Linked DNA regions of Arachis hypogaea: region 2 is linked to region 1. A link is a contact called in public Hi-C data. All regions are on one chromosome and are shown on one strand. Each heading gives the region's core, a stretch centred on a gene start, on an enhancer-like site or on the middle of the called end of the contact. The rest is flanking DNA. Distances are from core to core; before and after follow the strand shown.

The links. Hi-C and Micro-C count contacts between places; a contact is called where the count stands out from the background.
Region 2: a Hi-C map of leaf shows a contact between it and region 1, with 2.0 times the contacts expected there. The contact joins the promoter of LOC112792192 here to the enhancer-like site in region 1. A contact is called at or near these places in 4 of 8 Hi-C or Micro-C datasets (leaf and an unstated tissue).

What each region holds. Positions count from the first base shown.
Region 1 is chr13:140,028,463-140,032,892 of arahy.Tifrunner.gnm2.J5K5, forward strand. No RefSeq gene overlaps it. Among protein-coding and RNA genes, the nearest start is that of LOC112792188, 11 kb to the left of the region's middle. Within about 2 kb of position 3,004, at least 1 of the 3 cell types and tissues checked has open chromatin away from gene starts, as enhancers often do.
Region 2 is chr13:140,063,035-140,067,519 of arahy.Tifrunner.gnm2.J5K5, forward strand. It overlaps LOC112792192, which reads left to right and starts at 2,579. Exons shown (of 14, transcript XM_025835328.3): 1 at 2,579-4,485.

The sequences.
Region 1 (4,430 bases), core at 1,754-4,253:
ACGCTTAATAATTAAAAAATACATGCAATATTTTTAAACTTCATAAATTTTATAAAAGTGTTTACAATAACTTTTAAATTTTATAAAATTGTTTACAATAATTATAAAAATACTTACGATAAAAATTTATAAATTTTATAAAATTATTTAATTTAAAATTATTATACAAATTTTAGTTGTATTTGTTATAAAATAAATGAATACAATAAATTTTTTAAAAAATTATAACCATATATTAATACAAAATGAATGAACAAGATTCAGTATATTACAACTAAGTTTATAAAAAAAAATCATCTTTCTACTAAATTGGTTTAAGTTAAATTGAATTACACACGTTTTGTATCCCTAACAAATCGTTTAAGATCAGCCAAATTACTTTAAACCGCCCTTTCCTACTAAATTAATCTAAGTTAAAACGATTTCCTATCATTTCTTGGTAAATAGTTTTAAACTACATCGATTTATATAAACATATTTTGAAAACGAACCTTAAAATAGGACAATCTAATCATATTAGAAGCCAATCAATTTAAAAATATATTTTATCCTCGTTATTTATTTTTTGATTATGTTACATTGCATAATATTTTTAAACTTAGAAGGAAGATTGTAACTTTATAATAGAGAAAAAATATCAAATATAATATACATATTTTTATAAATTTAATTAGAGTATTCTCTATTCACTCAATTATTATGTATAAAAAAACCTTAATTTTACTTTATTTTATTTTAAATCATAATGTTTATATTTGATCAAAACTTCGATGATAGAAAAAAGTTAGAGAGAAGCTGTGACGAGGTGAAAGAGTGAGAGGGTGAGAGAGAGAGAGTGGGTTTTAGAAGAAGGGATTGCACTAATTTAAATTCAGACCCAACTTTTAAACCTTGTGTTTCATTCATTGAATTTTTATCGAAGTTTGACTGTTAGTACTTAGTAATATCCTAACGTTTTTTCTCCCAAGTTATGATATTGCATTTCATTTAAAAGGAGTTACAGGGTTCAAAGAGCGACAAATAAAATAAAATAAAATAAAATAAAGGGTTCTCCTACTTTGAATGAAATGCTACAAAAGGAAAGTAAAGTAGAAATATCTTAAGACAAAAAAAAAAGACTCATAGACTCATCTTGTAGCACAATTTCCAATTCAATTTCTTTGTTGCCCCCATGATATTTTATGCTGTAATTTTCTCACCTTCGAACACTAGTGTTTCGATCTCTCCAAATGCCCTAGTAGATTGCTGCAAATAAACAGCATCGATTCTGAAGCCATAACTTGGAAGCCCAGAGGTGAAGCTCCCTAGATTTCTCCCAGGTTGTCCACACCTCCGAAAACTCTGAGAATAGAAGACAACAGAATTAGTTAATTCTACTACTACCAAGATAGAAAAAGAGGAAGAGAACTCCAACGACTAGTTCTCGAACGGCTCTTAATCACAATAGTTATTCTTTCTCTATTAAGATTTGTGTGTGCGTGTGTGCGCGCGTCGGATTGCCTAATTGTAAGGTCAAGAAAGAATAATAACAATTCACAAATACAATTAAAATTTTTTAATTACAATTCAATTCCCTTTTCTCTCCTAGTTTTCACATGGTATCAGGTGCTTTTGGTTCTTGATCCATGGCCCTTGTCACTGCTCTCTCTGCAACCAATTAAGGTCTTCTCAACCCCATTCCAGATAAACTCACAGAGACGAATTATGTTACCTGACAGCGACTTGCTTTGTTTACCATTCGAGGCCAAAGTCTTTAAGATCACATTTTAAAAGAAAAATTTCAAAAAATGTATGATTCTGATGCAGATGCTGTTGGCACCACCTCTTCTACCGATATAAAGTGGATACAATATGACTATAATCTTTGCTTTTGGTTGCTTGCATCTGTTGATAATGACTTCAGAATCGCATGGTTTGTTGTGAATCAGCTTATGAATTGTAGACCAAGATCGAGCAATATTTTGCTTCCTCTATTAAAACAACCATCAAACACAACTCAAGAGCATTAAGAAATTTAATCTTTCTACTACTGATTACATTGCTAAGGTAAAGACTATTGTTGACTCATTTCTTGCTATTAGTTACGCTGTCCCAAGTAAAGATCATATTTCTGCTCTTTGTGATGTCCTGCCTGTGAATTTTTCAAATTGTATTACCACCATTCAAGCCAAATATGAACTATACACTATGGTAGAAATTGAATCCATGTTTGTTTCTCATGAAGAAATGCTGGAATGATTTAGACAAACATTTCTTAATATGGCTCATGCGAATCTTGCACAACCTGCTTCATCTTAGTCCAGGTTTTTTGGAAGAAACAATGATGGTAGAAGAGGAGCTTGAGGGGGACGTTTTGGTAGAAGATACAAAACTCCTGGGCAATACAATTCAAGACCCAATTGCCATCTTTGTAATCAAATTGGCCATTCTGCATTGCGATGCTTCTACAGGTTTGACCAAATTTTTCATGGTTATTTTCAAAATTTTTCTTAACAATCCTCCACCATCCTCTTTTCACAATTCTTAATCATTCTTGGCCATTTCTACAATTTCTGACTCTTCTTAGAATTCTGATTGGGTGCTAGTCATCACCTTACTAATGATCAATTAAATCTCATGACAGTATCAGACTATATTAGACCAGATATTATTCATGGCCAATGGTGTAGGTATACCAATATAGAGTTTTGGTAATTCTATTTTAACAAATATTCTTACACAACACTATTTTTATCTGAAGGATATATTATTTAATCTTCTAGTTGCTAAAAATTTTTTTAGTGTCTCTAAATTCCGTCTTGACAATAATGTGTTTTTTGAGTTTTTTACTTTTCACTATCTTGTGAAGTCACAGATCAATAAAGAAATTCTACTTCAAGGACAACTCAGGAAAGGGGTTTATGTTTTTGAAAATGTTAAGATCCCTAAGCAGATTGATGATACTACCCCTTTTCATGTTTTTCTTACATAGTATAAAGCTAGCCTGTTAGATTGGCATAGGAGATTAGGACATTGCTCACACGCTATTGTTTCAAAAATTGTGAACTCTTGTAATTTGTCTTGCTCTAATAAAAATACTTAATAGCACCCGTGTGAACACGACAATATGGCAAAAATGCATGCTCTCCCTTTTTCTCTCTCTCTTAATCTATCATAGGTTTTTTCCAGGTTTATTTTGATGGTCATGATCGTTTTTCATAATTCTTGTTCCTCATAGTGTGTATCACTTGTTGTGCAACAAGAATATTATCTAAATTAATCTTGCTAGAAAATAAAATTTGCTTAAGTGTTAGAAATAAGAGTAGACATAAAAATTTTAAGTCTAGTAACAATAATTTTAGTGATAATCTTATAGAAAATATTGTATAGGCTAGTAGGTCTAAAATTACTAAAATTTTTAGAAAAAGGAATCTTGGGAATAATAGATGTAGCGATTTAGTAGCCTAGGCAATCTTACTAGGTTCATTAAAAAACAAACTTTACCCACTCCATAACCAAATTGGCAACAATATTCTACGAATGTTGAAAAACTTGGTAGAAATCCTATCACTTCCTGGCACCTTCCAATTTTTCATACTTAAGATGGCCTCTTTGATCTTTTCTAGCTTAACCTCCCTGCCAACATATTCATATTTTTGGTCTAGCAACCTAAAAAATACCATGAGATGGGAAAAGGGTTGGTTTCCATATCTTTAGCATAAAGGGTTTTAAGAAATTAAGTTGGTTTCCATATCTTTAGCATAAAGGGTTTTAAGAAATTGACTTACCCAATTGTATTGCTTCCGGTATTTTCTAGTTGTTGAGTTTAGAAAACTAAACTATCATTAAGGTGATGACTAAACATTATTGGATTATTTGTTTGTATGATTTTGTTGTGTTTGTGTGCAGGAAATTAATTAATTCACATTGGCTCAAAAAGTATGAAAAATAAGCCCATATTGCATCTATCCAATATGATTCAAACAAAGCACTCATATCATAATATGAATTGCTATGAAAGCAAACAATCTAAAAAAAGAAGATAAGAAAAGAAATATGGCCCAATATCAAGTTCAGCTTGAACAAACTATTCATTCTAACAATCTTGATCCAAAGATTAAATGGCTGAACCATGAGAAGAAAGAAAACAAATTGGCCCAAAAACAAACATAAAGCCTAAGCCGGTTGTCCATATTCAAATCCATTCCTCCAACTTAGGTTCTAACTAAGTGGCTTAATTCCATTTCATTTGAACAATTCACTTCACCCACCAAACCAAAATTCTCTCTTCTCTCTACTCTTTCTTTCATATCACATCACCATCTGTAACAAAAAGAAAGAATGGGAACGTTCTGAAGCTAGGGCAAAGGGTAGAACAAAAAGCTTATTTTCAAATTCAAGCAAGCAAGAGAAAAAAAGGGCTACAACAAGGAGAATGATCACATCAAAAA
Region 2 (4,485 bases), core at 1,329-3,828, 34 kb after region 1:
TGGGAAGCTTTTGAAGTTGGAAAGATCATGAAAGAAGGCATGGCAAAGCAAATGGCGTCATCCTCCTGCAACAATCTGAAACTTTTTCAACCGGCTATGACCACTAATGTGGAGGAGATGGCTGCAAATTGTCAAGAGAAGAACCCACCTGATCCCATGATTGAAGATCTAGGATCATCATAAAACGGTGAGGGTAACTTTAAGGAGCTCAGTTTGAGCCTGACCAATGGGGAGCTACACTCCATTTGATCTGCGTCTTTGGTGACATCTTTTTTCTGTTTCTTTTAATGATTTTCTTAATGTGAAATTGTTGTAGTGTTGGTGGAAGTTCTTTTACTACTTTAATTAGAGATATTAAAAGAGTATCATATTAATTTTTTAGTTCTCCTTGAAATTCATATTAGTGGGGATAGAGGAACTAATATTAAAAATAAGTTGTCTTTTGACAGTTGTTTTGCAGAAAAAGTCAGAGAGTACTTTGGAGGTATTTAGTGTTTGTGGAATTCTGTTGAATGGATAGTGGATATTTTGTAAAGTCAATAATAATTCGTGCATATGAGGATGTTAGGAAAGGACTTACAGCCATGGGTTTTTACTAGAGTGTATGGAAGTCTTCAGAGACTACATAGAAAAGAAATCTGGAAGAATCTAAGGGAGCTAATTTCGCAAAATAGTCTCCCTTGGTGCCTGGCTGGGAATTTCAATGTGCTGATGCATAATTTTAAAAGACAAGAAGGAGCAACTACTCAATTTAATGGTGCGTGTGTTGAGTTTCAATAGAGTGTTTCTGACTGTGGACTTTTAGACTTGGGATACTCAGGATATCCCTTTACCTAGAAGAAAGGAAATTTGGTCAAAAGATTAGATCGTGGTCCGAGCAACATGGATTGGTAGATCAGATTTTCGAAAGCAAGAATAAAGCACGTACTTATGTTAAAATCTGATCATGTTCCTTTCTATCTTCAACTTTCTACTGCTCCCTCATCTAACAGAGGGAGAAGACCATTTAGATTTTTAGTATCTTTGTTATCCCATCCGGACTTTAATAATATAGTTTCTAACCATTGGAAAATAGAAACTAATTGGTTCCGAGATGTTGCAAACTTTCAAGATTCTCTTAGAGTATGAAATTCCACAGTACATGGGAATATCTTTTGAAGGAAAAGTAGAATTCTAAGAAGATTGCATGGCATCATGAATGACTTGAGTGTGAATTACAACCCTTATTTAGAAGATTTCGAAGTTACTCTTTGGAAAGAATATGAAGGTCTCCTTTCCCAAGAAGAGATGTTATAATTTCAAAAGTCTACATGCAAATAGATAGAGTACAGCGATAGAAATACTAAATATTTTCATGGTACCATTATGGTCAGAAGAAGGAGGAATAAGATTATTTCTTTGCAGGATGAAGGGGGTAATTGGATACATGATAGTCACATCCTTGAAGTAATGGCCACGACTTCCTATACTAATCTATATTGTGATGATCTCCCTAATGTTCCCTTTATGATTAATGGTGCTTTTTAGACATTAAGTGATAAAGATAGGACTCTGATTGGCTGTAATGTCTCCTATAAGAAAATTAAAGATTCTCTTTTTAGCAAGGGTAGTTTAAAGGTATCTAAAAAAGATGGTATTTACTATTTAGGCAGGCTTTTACTAGAAAAAATAGGATTTTGTGGGACCGAATTTGTGTAGGATGATTGAGAAGATTTTCTTCCAGCCTCAGAAAATCAAAGAGATAATGAGACCTTTACTTATTACTAATCTAAATCAAATAAAGCTTATCAGTTTATGTAATGTCTCAAATACAAAGTGATCACCAAAATTCTGGCCCAAAGGCTATGGAGGGTTATGGAAAAGCTAGTGCAGCCAACCCAATATAATTTCATCCCAGGGAGACATAGTTTTGATAATATTATCATCACCCAAGAAATTATCCACTCTATGAAGATTAAAAAAATGTCTAAAAGGATGGATGGCGATTAAAATCGATCTAAAAAAGACTTGTGAAGACACTCTGGTTGATATTGGGATGCCCCTTAGTTCATCTTGATGGTAACCAGTTCTATTTTTTCACGAGGATTAGGATTCTACGGAATAGGAAAACCTTGGACAAGTTCTCTTTTTAAAGAGGAATTTAGCAAGATGACTCTATTTCTCCTTATAATTTTGTTCTTTGTATAGAAAGGCTCTCTCATCTCATTATTGTTGTTGAAGATCATGACATTTGGAAGCCTATCAAGCTGAACAAAGAGTGCCCTGAGTTTTCTCATCTACGTTTTGCTGATGATTTAATTCTCTTTGCGAAAGCAACTATGGACCAAGGTGAGGTTATTAATAAGGTACTTGAGGCCTTCTGCTCTAGGTCGGGTAAAAAAGTTAGCAATGAAAAGATGCGTATCTTCTTTTTGAAGAATGTGGGTGATAATATGAGAAGTCAGATAAGTAGTATCCTTAAGTTCTCCAAAACTGATGACTTGGAAAAGTACCTTGGTATTCCTCTCCTCCACTGTAAGGTCTCAAAAAACACATATAATGACATTATTAACAAGATGAACTATAGACTAAACAGTTTGAAAGATGCTTCATTGTCTCCAGCAGAAAGAATTATACTGGTGAAATCTGTTCTCTCTTCTTTTCCAAGTTATACTATGCAAACTATTCTTTTACCAATTTTTACTAGTAACTTGGTTGATCGTAAATGTAGAATCTTTTTTAGAGAGAGACTGAACAATCTAGAAAAATCCATATCATCAATTGGAGGGATCTTAGCAGACCAAAAACTTCGGGAGGGCTTGACATCCGCCATACTCGTGAAGTTAACCAAACCTTTATGATAAAGAGTGGTTGGGGCCTTGTGGAGAAGAAGGATGCTTTATGGGCAAGGGTGGTCAGGGCCAACTACGAATGTGTGAGCGATTTGCTGCCAAGAGTAGAAAGGAAAAATAATTCCTCGAATCTTTGGAAAAGGATATGTTCGGCTTGGAAGGGGGTCGATGAGAACCATATCTGGTGCATTGGTGATGGTGCTAACATTAAGTTCTGGAATCATAATTGCGTGCCCAATCTCCGATCTTTAACCTAATATTTGGAACAGGTGATAACAGAGTCCGTATCAAGTTTGTGTCTAACTGGCTTTCTTTCTGTTTCAGGTGAGTGGGACGAGAGTAAGCTCAGGGAGTGACTCCTTGATTACATTGTGAGAAAAATTCAAGCACTATCGCCTTTGTCTCCATGAAAGTGTCCATATTCTATTGCTTGGGCGCTAACATCTGATGGGACGTTTAGCTCAAATTGGCCTACAACTTTTTCAATAAAATTCTCGTAGATTCATATCAGACTTTCAAGGTAGTTTGTAAGTGGTATAGTCTGGAAAGAATTCGTTCCTTCATGTGGCTAGTTTCTAACAATGCAATCCTAACGAATGTAAAAGAAGGAAAAGATACTTAGCAACGGATGCCAACTACCCCAGATGTAACCGTTAAGAAGAGAACTCCTTGCATGTTCTCAAATACTGTTTCTATGCCAAGTCTGTGTGGAGTCTCTTGAAACCTCATGAGGCTATGTTCAAATTCTCTAATCTCAGCCTCAAGGATTGGTTCACTAGGAATGTATTAGCAAGAAGTGACTAGGCTTGTAAGTTTTGAGTTACTAGTTATTCTCTTTGGTTTTATCGTAACTCTTTTATCTTCGAAGGAAAAAGGGTGAAGCCGAGTGTTGCGACGAGTTCAATTTGAGCATGGAGTGATAAAATTCTGTACACCATGAAGTTTCGGTCCTCCTTGTATCATACCAGGAAGGATACTAATAAGCTAATTCGGTGGCTGCCCCTAGGGCACTACACCAAGTTAAACGTATATGGATCATTCTTCTCGGAGAACAAAAATGCAGCTTTTAGAGGTATTTTTAGAAATCATTTGGGTAGGTGCGTATTGGGTTTTTCTTGCAATCTAGGAAGGTGTTTGATTACTCATGTAAAATTGCGAGAGATTGCTAAAGGGCTTAGTATTGTTGTTGCTCCCAACTTCTAGTACCTCATCATTGAGTTAGACTCCTAGTCAGCTATAAATTTTATCAATAAAGGCTGCTTAAATTTGCATCCTGTTAAACCTTTGCTGGAAGACATTAAGATCTTGGTGAGTATGTTACATCATGTAGGTTAGAAACATACCTTGAGAGAAGCTAATACTGGCATAGATCTTTTGCTAAGAAAGGGCAGAATCTTCTCATGTGAACTCACATTTTTTAAAAGACCCTGCCAGATACTCTTCAGGCTCTATCATCCGATATGAGTGGAAGTTTTAGAGTTTATAGGTTCTTAGGATGCGTTTGGTCTGCTTTTTTATTTTTTGTTTTTATTTTCAGTGTATTTTATTTTTTAAATTTTGCAAAAAAAATAAAAACAATAAAATCATGTTTTTTATTTTTACCTCTTTTTTCACTTTTTTCTTCACAAAATAAAATAATACTGAAAATAAAAAC